Regions from separate parts of the Mus musculus genome. Here region 2 is linked to region 1. Evidence: chromatin contacts called from public HiChIP or PLAC-seq data. All regions are on one chromosome and are shown on one strand. Each heading gives the region's core, a stretch centred on a gene start, on an enhancer-like site or on the middle of the called end of the contact. The rest is flanking DNA. Distances are from core to core; before and after follow the strand shown.

Evidence for each region. HiChIP or PLAC-seq counts read pairs in DNA pulled down with a chosen protein or histone mark.
Region 2: an H3K4me3 HiChIP or PLAC-seq map of embryonic stem cells shows a contact between it and region 1, with 4 times the contacts expected there. The contact joins the enhancer-like site here to the promoter of Alkbh8 in region 1. A contact is called at or near these places in 1 of 39 promoter capture datasets (macrophages), 4 of 484 Hi-C or Micro-C datasets (embryonic stem cells, erythroid progenitors, extraembryonic endoderm stem cells and 1 more), 6 of 115 datasets of contacts at active chromatin or transcription factors (the SCID.adh cell line, bone marrow-derived macrophages and embryonic stem cells) and 3 of 9 other capture datasets (adipose tissue, liver and pancreatic islet).

The regions. Positions count from the first base shown.
Region 1 is chr9:3,333,147-3,337,775 of GRCm38.p6, forward strand. It overlaps Alkbh8 (alkB homolog 8, tRNA methyltransferase), which reads left to right and starts at 2,085. Exons shown (of 12, transcript NM_026303.1): 1 at 2,085-2,104.
Region 2 is chr9:3,373,557-3,378,294 of GRCm38.p6, forward strand. The region is part of intron 10 of Alkbh8 (alkB homolog 8, tRNA methyltransferase); the gene reads left to right. Among named protein-coding and RNA genes, the nearest start is that of Gm23275, 20 kb to the right of the region's middle. Within about 2 kb of position 2,960, at least 8 of the 459 cell types and tissues checked have an H3K27ac peak or open chromatin away from gene starts, as enhancers often do. A contact at or near this core is called in embryonic stem cells, where this site is marked.

The DNA.
Region 1 (4,629 bases), core at 835-3,334:
CAGGTGTCCCAGAGCAGATGAAAGACTTGCTTGAGATAAATGTCCCAGATTGCAGAGAAGAAATGTCCCTTTCCATGTGATTGGCAACCCCAGACAGGTTAGAGAAAATTGCTGGCACATTGGTGCAGATTTTGTAGTAATAGCAGACGAAGCTGGCAGCTACAGGGGGACATTTATCAAGTAGAGGAGAAAAGGGGGGAAAGAGAGATGACTACATGGGTATAGTTGCCCACATAGACATGGTAGCTCTAAGAGCCAGAGAGACACTTACCAAGTAGTTGAGAATAGTTGAATAGATAAGAATCAAGACTCTAGAATTTATAGCCAAAATGGGTAGGTGGCAAAAGTCAGCAGAAAGAAATTATCCCTACAGACCTTAAGAGATTCAAATAGTCAGCATAATTTAGAGAGACCAGCTACCTTTAAAAGAAACTAATTTGTGTTATTTCTGTGGTGGTTTCTGCACCGGATGAAAAACAAATGAGAACATGACTATGTTGAAGGATATTTAATCATACTGTGTGTACCTTGAGATTATGTGATTTACTGGAAATTTTTTGTTGTGGTGGTGGTGGTGTGGCTCAGTCTTAGCACATACTTTTAATGCAAGAGCTTTCTGTCTGAGTAGTGTAAACAGGATTAAATAAAGTCAAGAGTTAGAGAAAGCAACCACTTGACAAGAAATGACTATAGAATTATTGAGAAAAGAACCAAAGAGAGTAAGAGTATGTCAGAAGGATGGATAGAGAGACACACAGGAAGTAAGAAGGAAGAAAATTCAGTTTAAAAAAGATTTTTTTTAAGGTGGGCATTTTTTAAGGGGTATTCCTTCTGGGACATTGGCTGAGGAGGAAGGTCAACTGGGTACTTTCTCTGCCTCGCAGAGCTAGCAGGCTTTCTTCCCAGCATCTGGTTCCCAAGTCTTCATAGGAAAAATCAAACAACATGACTGCCCCAAGGTATGTTTTGAAGAGGAGGTTTATTGTAGATATGAGGGAGAGAATAGCCAGAAACATCTGGAAGTGTTTATACTGAACATGGCCAACAGACAGAGCTTGGCTTTGGGGGGTTGGGAGGGGGTAAGAGAGAAGAGAGGGATGCAAGTGTACCAAGAAAGAGCCAGGAGTAGAACCAGATAGGAGCCAATAGGCCAAGAGACCCAGTGTCCAAAATAGCTATGTTATATGGAGATCAATAAGTCGGGAAGGGAAGAAGCAGAAAGTTAGTCCCTGAGATGGAAAGGTTTAGGGGAAGGGGAGAGGTGAGCAGTGCTGGGAGGAGCAACAGGTACTGAGTAATGTTGCAGAGAGCTGCAAGTATTTGCATTGATGTTTTAGTAGGCACTTCAGTCAGTGATTTGTCCCTCTTTCTTTGAGGCCTAACAATGTGGAGTTGAGTAAATACTACAAATTAAAAACAATACTGTTACTGTTTTTTTGTCATGAGTCAATCTCATAATAGGGATATAATTATTGTCTTTAATTTTTCTGCCATTTAAACTTTACTTTGAAATATCTTTCCTGAAGTAGATCCAGTTTCTTCTGTTTTAGAGTTTCTACTCTTTCTGGTTTTTTAGATTATATTATAATTTACTCATTGCATTTCCTACCTCCAAACCCTCTCCTATACCCATCGTCCTTGCTCTTTCAAATTCATCACCTCTTTTATTATTAATTGTACATACATACATTAATACAAATTGTACAATGTTTCTTGTATTTAAGTGTTTTCAGGCTGATCATTCATTGTTGGATAAACAATTGGCGTGCTCTTCCCTGGAGAAAAGTATTTCTCTTGCTCTCAGAATTCCTTATTTGCATATTGTTCTTTGTGTAGGGTTTAGACGTTCTCGACTCTTTGCCTGACCACACAAACACAACCGTTTTCATTGTCTTTGTTCAGTTCAGTATAGGCAGTCACACTAGAGAGACTTTATGGGTGTGGCTTCTGATGTTCCCAGGAGACACAATTCACAGTAAACTTCCGTTTCTCCACCTCCATTTTCTCTGCAGTGTTCTAAGCCTGAGGTATAGGAGTTGTGCTGTAGATGTCAGTTGAGACTGAACTCTACAGCTCTGCATTTCGATTGGTGTGGTTTACACAGGTAAGTTCCCTTAAGACTACAGTTATTTGTGAGTATAAGATCAAATGTTTAGCATTTAGTAACGTGATAGTTGTAGGTCCTATTCCAACGATTACTATTCACCCAAATAAAGCAGCCAAATTTTCTGTTTCAAGCAGCAGTTTACAGACATTTGGCGGAGAAAGGGTCAACAAAGAATTTGAGTCCCGAAGGGGGTTGTGGTAGCCCCAGGGACTCATGGGAAATGTAGTACTATTGTCTGCAACATGGCGGCGTCCGGTTGAAAGGGTGTCAGAGCATAGGTGGTCAGGCTGCACCGGGGAAGGCTGGCGATTGACAAAGCAGCTGGGAGGTGAACATTTCTGGTGAGGAGAGAGAAAAGTGTACGCCACCTGATTGGGGCCTGGGGATATGGAGGATCGCAAATCCTGGCTTACTCCTTTCAGCTCCCTGTCTGCTCTGTCCTGACCAGCATGGGCCGACTCAGACCGCGAAGAGTGCAGTTTATGGGTTGGGGAGGTAAGGCCGTTGGGAACCCTGGTAGGATCTAATGTCCTTATGTTTGGCATATGATGGATGCCTAGCGGTGTCTGTATTAGCTGCCATAGGGGTTGAAGACCAACCCTTGCTTTTAGTCGTTTTTCAGCAAGCATCAATTCTGTGAAGCACGGATATGCAAGGCACTCTTGGCCCACATCTGCCTTATATTTTTTTCTTGATCAGTCCTTCTGCTTCTGGGGTCAAGTAGTGTCAGACTGTGGTTTTGATGATTTCGTTTAACGTTTGTCTCTAGCTGTTTAGCAGGTACCCAAGATTGTAGACGAGAGTTTCTGACTCCAACACATGCAGATAATTGGGATACTCACTCGGTGGGTGTTACGGAAATCGCTGAAGATGGCTGCCAAAATTAGAATTACGGAGTTTAATAGCTAAAATGGCAAATTCTGCTTAGGTTTATTTAAATATGTATATTTAATGAGTCGCTACTACATATCACATCCTGTTTAAGTGCTGTGTACTACCCGGTGAATAATACAGACAAAATCACTACTTCATGTACTTAACTTTCTATTCACTTACAGAAGATAACAAACAATGAGTGTAAGAAAAAATAGAGTGTGTAATTCAGAAACGGTAATTTTTTTCTAAGTCTTAATGTTTAACTCTGCTTTCTTTTTAAATAGATAATGTAATTTGGATAGCTTATTAATTCAAAAGACATGTATCACCTGCATGTGTATCTATATACCACCTACATGCCAGAAGAAGGAGTGAGATCTGGAACTGGAGTTGTGAATGGTTTGAATTACTATGTGGGTGCTAGGACTTGAACCCGGGTCCTCTGGAAGAGCAGCTAGTACATATAACCAGAGTCATCTCTCTAGCCACAGCTCTATTTTCTAACTCAGACACGGATACAGTACAGTTGGTACTTGGGGTACTATCCAACAAGATATATTGAGAGTTTACTAGTAGCAGAGCCTTTATTTCTTTGTTCTCGTCTTACCAACAGAGAATTTGCTCAGACTGAAGGCAACTGAACAACTAACTGCGATGGCTAGTATCCTATTTAATAGTGACCTTACTCCTGTCACATGCCAGGTGCATCCAAGCAGCTGTGCACTGACCCGATCCCTGTTCTTCACATCTGAGTAATCAGCCAAGGCCTATTGATCCTGTGGGAACTTTGTTCTCATCCTTGCCCTCCTCTCCTCCCCTCCCCTCCCCTCCCCTCCCCTCCCCTCTCCTTTCCTTTCCTTTCCTTCTATGCCTCCAGTAGAAACTAGGTTAACATTTCTGCTTGCTACAGGTGGATTAGTGCAGGTCTTCTCATTCTGAATTGTCCTATCATCATTTACAATTAACCTGCTTTACTGACTGTACCTCTTAACTTGTTTGCTAAGAAACTGAAGTAATGCCATTTTCCTACTGTCAAACTACTAGAGTTTTGACTGTGCCTTAGTTGGGTTTTTTTGTTGTTTTTTTGTTTTTTGTTTGTTTGTTTGTTTGTTTTTTGAGACAGGGTTTCTCTGTGTAGCCCTGGTTGTCCTGGAACTCACTCTGTAGACCAGGCTGGCCTCGAACCCAGAAATTCACTTGCCTCTGCCTCCCAAGTGCTGGGATTAAAGGCGTGCACCACCACACCGGGCTTGCCTTAGTTGTTTTGAAACATAATTTTATTTGTTTATTTTGTTTGTTTACTTTGAGGTATGCAGCTTTATTCTAGAGGGTCAGTAAACATATGCTACTCAAAAAATTTTATGCCAGCTGGATATGATGCTGCACATTTGTATTCCTAGCATACAAAGGCTGAGACAGGATAAACATTATGAGTTTGAGGTCACCTAGGTCTTCATAGTAAGAAACTGCCTGAATAAACAAAACATAAGCATATATTGGATATGTGGGTATATACCCACTTCAAAGGTAGATATCAGAAATGCAAGGTTATCCTCTGCCTTGTCACAATCTGGAGACCAGCCTGGGAGATACATGGCTCCCTCTTTCAAAACAAAACAACAAGAAAGTGGGGAGGGGGAACCCTT
Region 2 (4,738 bases), core at 1,710-4,209, 41 kb after region 1:
AATTTTCTGAGGAACCACCAGACTGATTTCCAGAGTGGTTGTACCAGCTTGCAATTCCATCAACAATGAAGGAGTGTTCCCCTTTCTCCACATCCTCACCAGCATCTGCTGTCACCTGAATTTTTGATCTCAGCCATTCTGATTGGTGTGAGGTAGTATCTCAGGGTTGTTTTGATTTGCATTTCCCTGATGATTAAGGATGTTGAACATTTTTTCAGGTGCTTCTCAGCCATTCGGTATTCCTCAGTTGAGAATTCTTTGTTTAGTTCTGTACCCCATTTTTTAATAGGGTTATTTGATTTTCTAGAGTCCATCTTCTTCAGTTCTTTATATATATTGGATATTAGCCTCCTATCTGATGTAGGATTGGTAAAGATCCTCTCCCAATCTGTTGGTGGCCTTTTTGTCTTATTGACAGTGTCTTTTGCCTTACAGAAGCTTTGCAGTTTTATGAGGTCCCATTTGTTGGTTCTCGATATTACAGCACAAGCCATTACTGCTCTGTTCAGGAATTTTTCCCCTGTGCCCATATCTTCAAGGTTTTCCCCCATTTTCTCTTCTATAAGTTTCAGTGTCTCTGGTTCTATGTGGAGTAACTTGATCCACTTAGACTTGGACTGTATACAAGGAGATAGGAATGGATCAATTTGCATTCTTCTACATGATAACAGCCAGTAGAGCCAGCACCATTTGTTGAAAATGTTGTCTTGTGCCCGGCAAATACAGAAGTGAATGCTCACAGTCATCAATAGGATGAAACACAGGGCCCTCATGGAGGAGCTAGAGAAAGTACCCAAGGAGCTGAAGGGATCTGCAACCCTATAGGTAGAACAACAATATGAACTAACCAGTACCCCTAGAGCTTGTGTATCTAGCTGCATATGTATCAGAAGATGGCCTAGTCAGCCATCATTGGGAAGAGAGGCCCCTTGGTCTTGCAAACTTTATATGCCCCAGTAACAGGTGAATGCCAGGGCCAAGAAGTAGGAGTGAATGTGTAGGGGAACAGTTCTAGGGGAGGGTATAGGGAACTTTTGGGATAGCATTTGAAATATAAATAAAGAAAATATCTAATAAAAAAATATTGAAAAAGAAAAAAGAAAATGCTGTCTTTTTTTCACTGGATGGTTTTAACTCCTTTGTCAAAGATCAAGTGACCATAGGTGTGTGGGTTCATTTCTGGGTCTTCAATTCTATTCCTTTGATCTTCCTGTCTGTCGCTATACCAGTACCATGCAGTTTTTATCACAATTGCTCTGTAGTACAGCTTGAGGTGATTCCCCCAGAATCTTCTTTTATTGTTGAGAATAGTTTTGGCTATCCTAGGTTTTTTGTTATTCCAGATGAATTTGCAAATTGCCTTTCTAACTCAGTGAAGAATTGAGTTGGAATTTTGATGGGGATTTCATTGAATCTGTAGATTGCTTTTGTCAGGATATCCATTTTTACTATATTAATCCTGCCAATCCATGAGCATGGGAGATCTTTCCATCTTCTGAGATATTCTTTGATTTCTTTCTTCAGAGACTTGCATATAGATATTTCACTTCCTTCTTTCACACTAAGGTATTTTCTATTATTTGTGTCTATTGTGTAGGGTGTTGTTTCCCTAATTTCTTTCTCAGCCTGTTTATCCATTGTGTAGAGAAAGCCCACTGATTTGTTTGAGTTAATTTTATATCTAGCCACTTCACTGAAGCTGTTAACAGGTTTAGGAATTCTCTGATGGAATTTTTAGGGTCACTTGTATATACTATCATATCATCTGCAAATAGTGGTATTTTGACTTCTTCCTTTCGAATTTGTATCCCCTTGACCTCCTTTTGTTGTCTAATTGCTCTGGCTAGACTTCTAGTACTATATTGAATAGGTAGGGAGAAAGTGGGCAGCCTTTTAGTGGAATTCTTTCCAGCTTCTCTTCATTTACTTTGATGTTGGCTACTGGTTTGCTGTATATTGCTTTTATTATGTTTAGGTATAGGCCTTGAATTCCTGATCTTTCCAAGTTTTTTATCATGGAGGGGTGTTGGACTTTGTCAGATGCTTTCTCAGCATCTAACAAGATGATCATGTGGTTTTTGTCTTTGAGTTTGTTTATATAGTGGATTCCGTTGATGGATTTCCGTATATTAAACCATCCCTGAATCGCTGGAATGATGGACTATTGTTTTGATGTGTTCTTGGATTCGGTTTGCGAGGACTTTATTGAGTATTTTTGCATCGATATTCATTAGGGAAATTGGTCAGAAGTTCTCTTTCTTTGTTGGATCTTTGTGTGGTTTAGGTATCAGAGTAATTGTGGCTTCATAGAATTAATTGAGTAGTGTTCCTTCTGTTTCTATTTTGTGGAATAGTTTGAGGAGAGTTGGAATTAGGTCTTTTTTGAAGGTCTGATAGAATTCTGCACTAAACCCATCCAGTCCTGGGCTTCTTTTGGTTGGGAGGGGATATGGGGCTGTATAGATCGTTAATCTGATCCTGATTTAATTTTAGTACCTGGAATCTGTCTAGAAATCCATTTCTTGCAGGTTTCCAGTTTTGTTGAGTATAGCAAAATCATTTCTGATTTTGTTAGTTAGGATGTTGTCCCTGTGCCCTCTAGTGAGTCTGGCTAAGGGTTTATTGTTGGGGCCGGCTTGAGGCTCTCATGTAAGATTTCGAGCCTGGGAGGCAGCCTGGATCTGAAAGAAAAGGAAACTAGGCAGAGAGAGAGAGAGAGAGAGAGAGAGAGAGAGAGAGAGAGAGAGAGAGAGAGAGAGAGAGATATGGAACCAATACAGTATTCTGATCAAGGCTCAAATTTTTAATGGGGGACAAGCTTTATAAAGGAGGGGGGAAGCCCATTCCTGCCAAATCATACTCGGAGCCCAGCTGCAGGTGACCAAGTGTAGGATCAGATGTAGACTGTGGAACAGCTAGGCAGACTCCCAGCAGGTAGCAGCAGCAGCAGTTGCTGAACAATAGAGTGATCCAGGGAGGCAGGCTCCACCCTAGGTGATCTCCTTAGTAGCAACAAAGTCAAGGTCTGGCTCAGCCTGCTTCAGGCTTGTTAGAGGCTACAGTTTATCTTTCTTGTTGATTTTCTCAAAGAACCAACTCCTGGTTTGGTTAATTCTTTGAATAGTTCTTTTTGTTTCCACTTGGTTGATTTCACCCTTGAGTTTGATTATTTCCTGCCTTCTACTCTTCAGTGAATTTGCTTCCTTTAGTTCTAGAGCTTTTAGGTGTACTGTCAAGCTGCTAGTGTGTGCTCTCTCTAGTTTCTTTTTGGAGGCACTCAGAGCTATGAGTTTTCCTCTTAGGAATGCTTTCATTGTTTCCCATAAGTTGGGGTATGTTTTGGCATCATTTTCATTAAACTCTAAAAAGTCTTTAATTTCTTTATTTCTTCCTTGACCAAGTTATCCACGTGAATGTTGGCTTTGTTTTATTTATGTTGTTATTGAAGATCAGCCTTAGTGCATGGTGATCTGATAGGAATCATGGGGCAATTTCAATATTTTTGTATCTGTTGAGGCCTGTTTTGTGACCAATTATATGGTCAGTTTTGGAGAAGGTACCATGAGGTGCTGAGAAGGTATATCCTTTTGTTTTAGGATAAAATGTTCTGTAGATATCTGTTAAATCCATTTGTTTCATAACTTCTATAAGTTTCTCTTTGTTTTTATTTAGTTTCTGTTTCCAGGATCTGTTCATTGATGAGAGTGGGGTGTTGAAGTCTCCCACTATTATTGTGTGAGGTGCAATGTGTGCTTTGAGCTTTACTAAAGTTTCTTTAATGAATGTGGCTGCCCTTGCATTTGAAACATAGATATTCAGAATTGAGAGTTCATCTTGGAAGATTTTACCTTTGATGAGTGTGAAGTGGCCCTTCAAAGTTATTTTTTAAAATAACTTTGGAAGTTGATTTTATTCGATATTAGAATGGCACTCCACCTCGTTTCTTCAGACCGTTTGCTTTGAAAATCGTTTTCCAGCCTTTCACTCTGAGGTAGTGTCTGTTTTTTTCCTCTGAGATGGGTTTCCTGTAAGCAGCAAAATGTTGGGTTCTGTTTGTGTAGCCAGTCTGTTAGTCTATGTTTTTTTTTATTGGGGAATTGAGTCCATTGATATTAAGAGATATTAAGGTAAAGTAATTGTTGCTTCCTGTTATTTTGTTGTTAGATTTGGGATTCTGTTCTTGTGGCTGTCTTCTTTTAGGTTTGTTGAAGGATTACTTTCTTGCTTTTTCTAGGGCATATTCTGTCCTTGTATTGGTGTTTTTCCATTATTATCCTTTGAAGGGCTGAATTTGTGGAAAGATATTTTGTGAATTTGGTTTTGTCATGGGATACTTTGGTTTCTCCATCTATGGTAATTGAGAGGTTTGCATAGTAGCCTGGGCTGGAATTTGTGTTCTCTTAGTGTCTGTATAACATCTGTCCAGGATCTTCTAGCTTTCATAGTGTCTGGTGAGAAGTGTGGAGTAATTCTAATAGGCCTGCCTTTATATGTTACTTGACCTTTTTCCCTTACTGCTTTTAATATTCTGTGTTTATTTAGTGCATTTTTTGTTCTGATTATTATGTGTCAGGAGGAATTTTTTTTCTGGTCCAGTCTATTTGGAGTTCTGTAGGCTTCTTGTATGTTCATGGGCATCTCTCTCTTGGTATGGGAAGTTTTCTTCTATAATTTTGTTGAATATATTTGCTGGCCCTTTAAGTTGAAAATCTTCATTCTCATCTACTCCTATTATCCG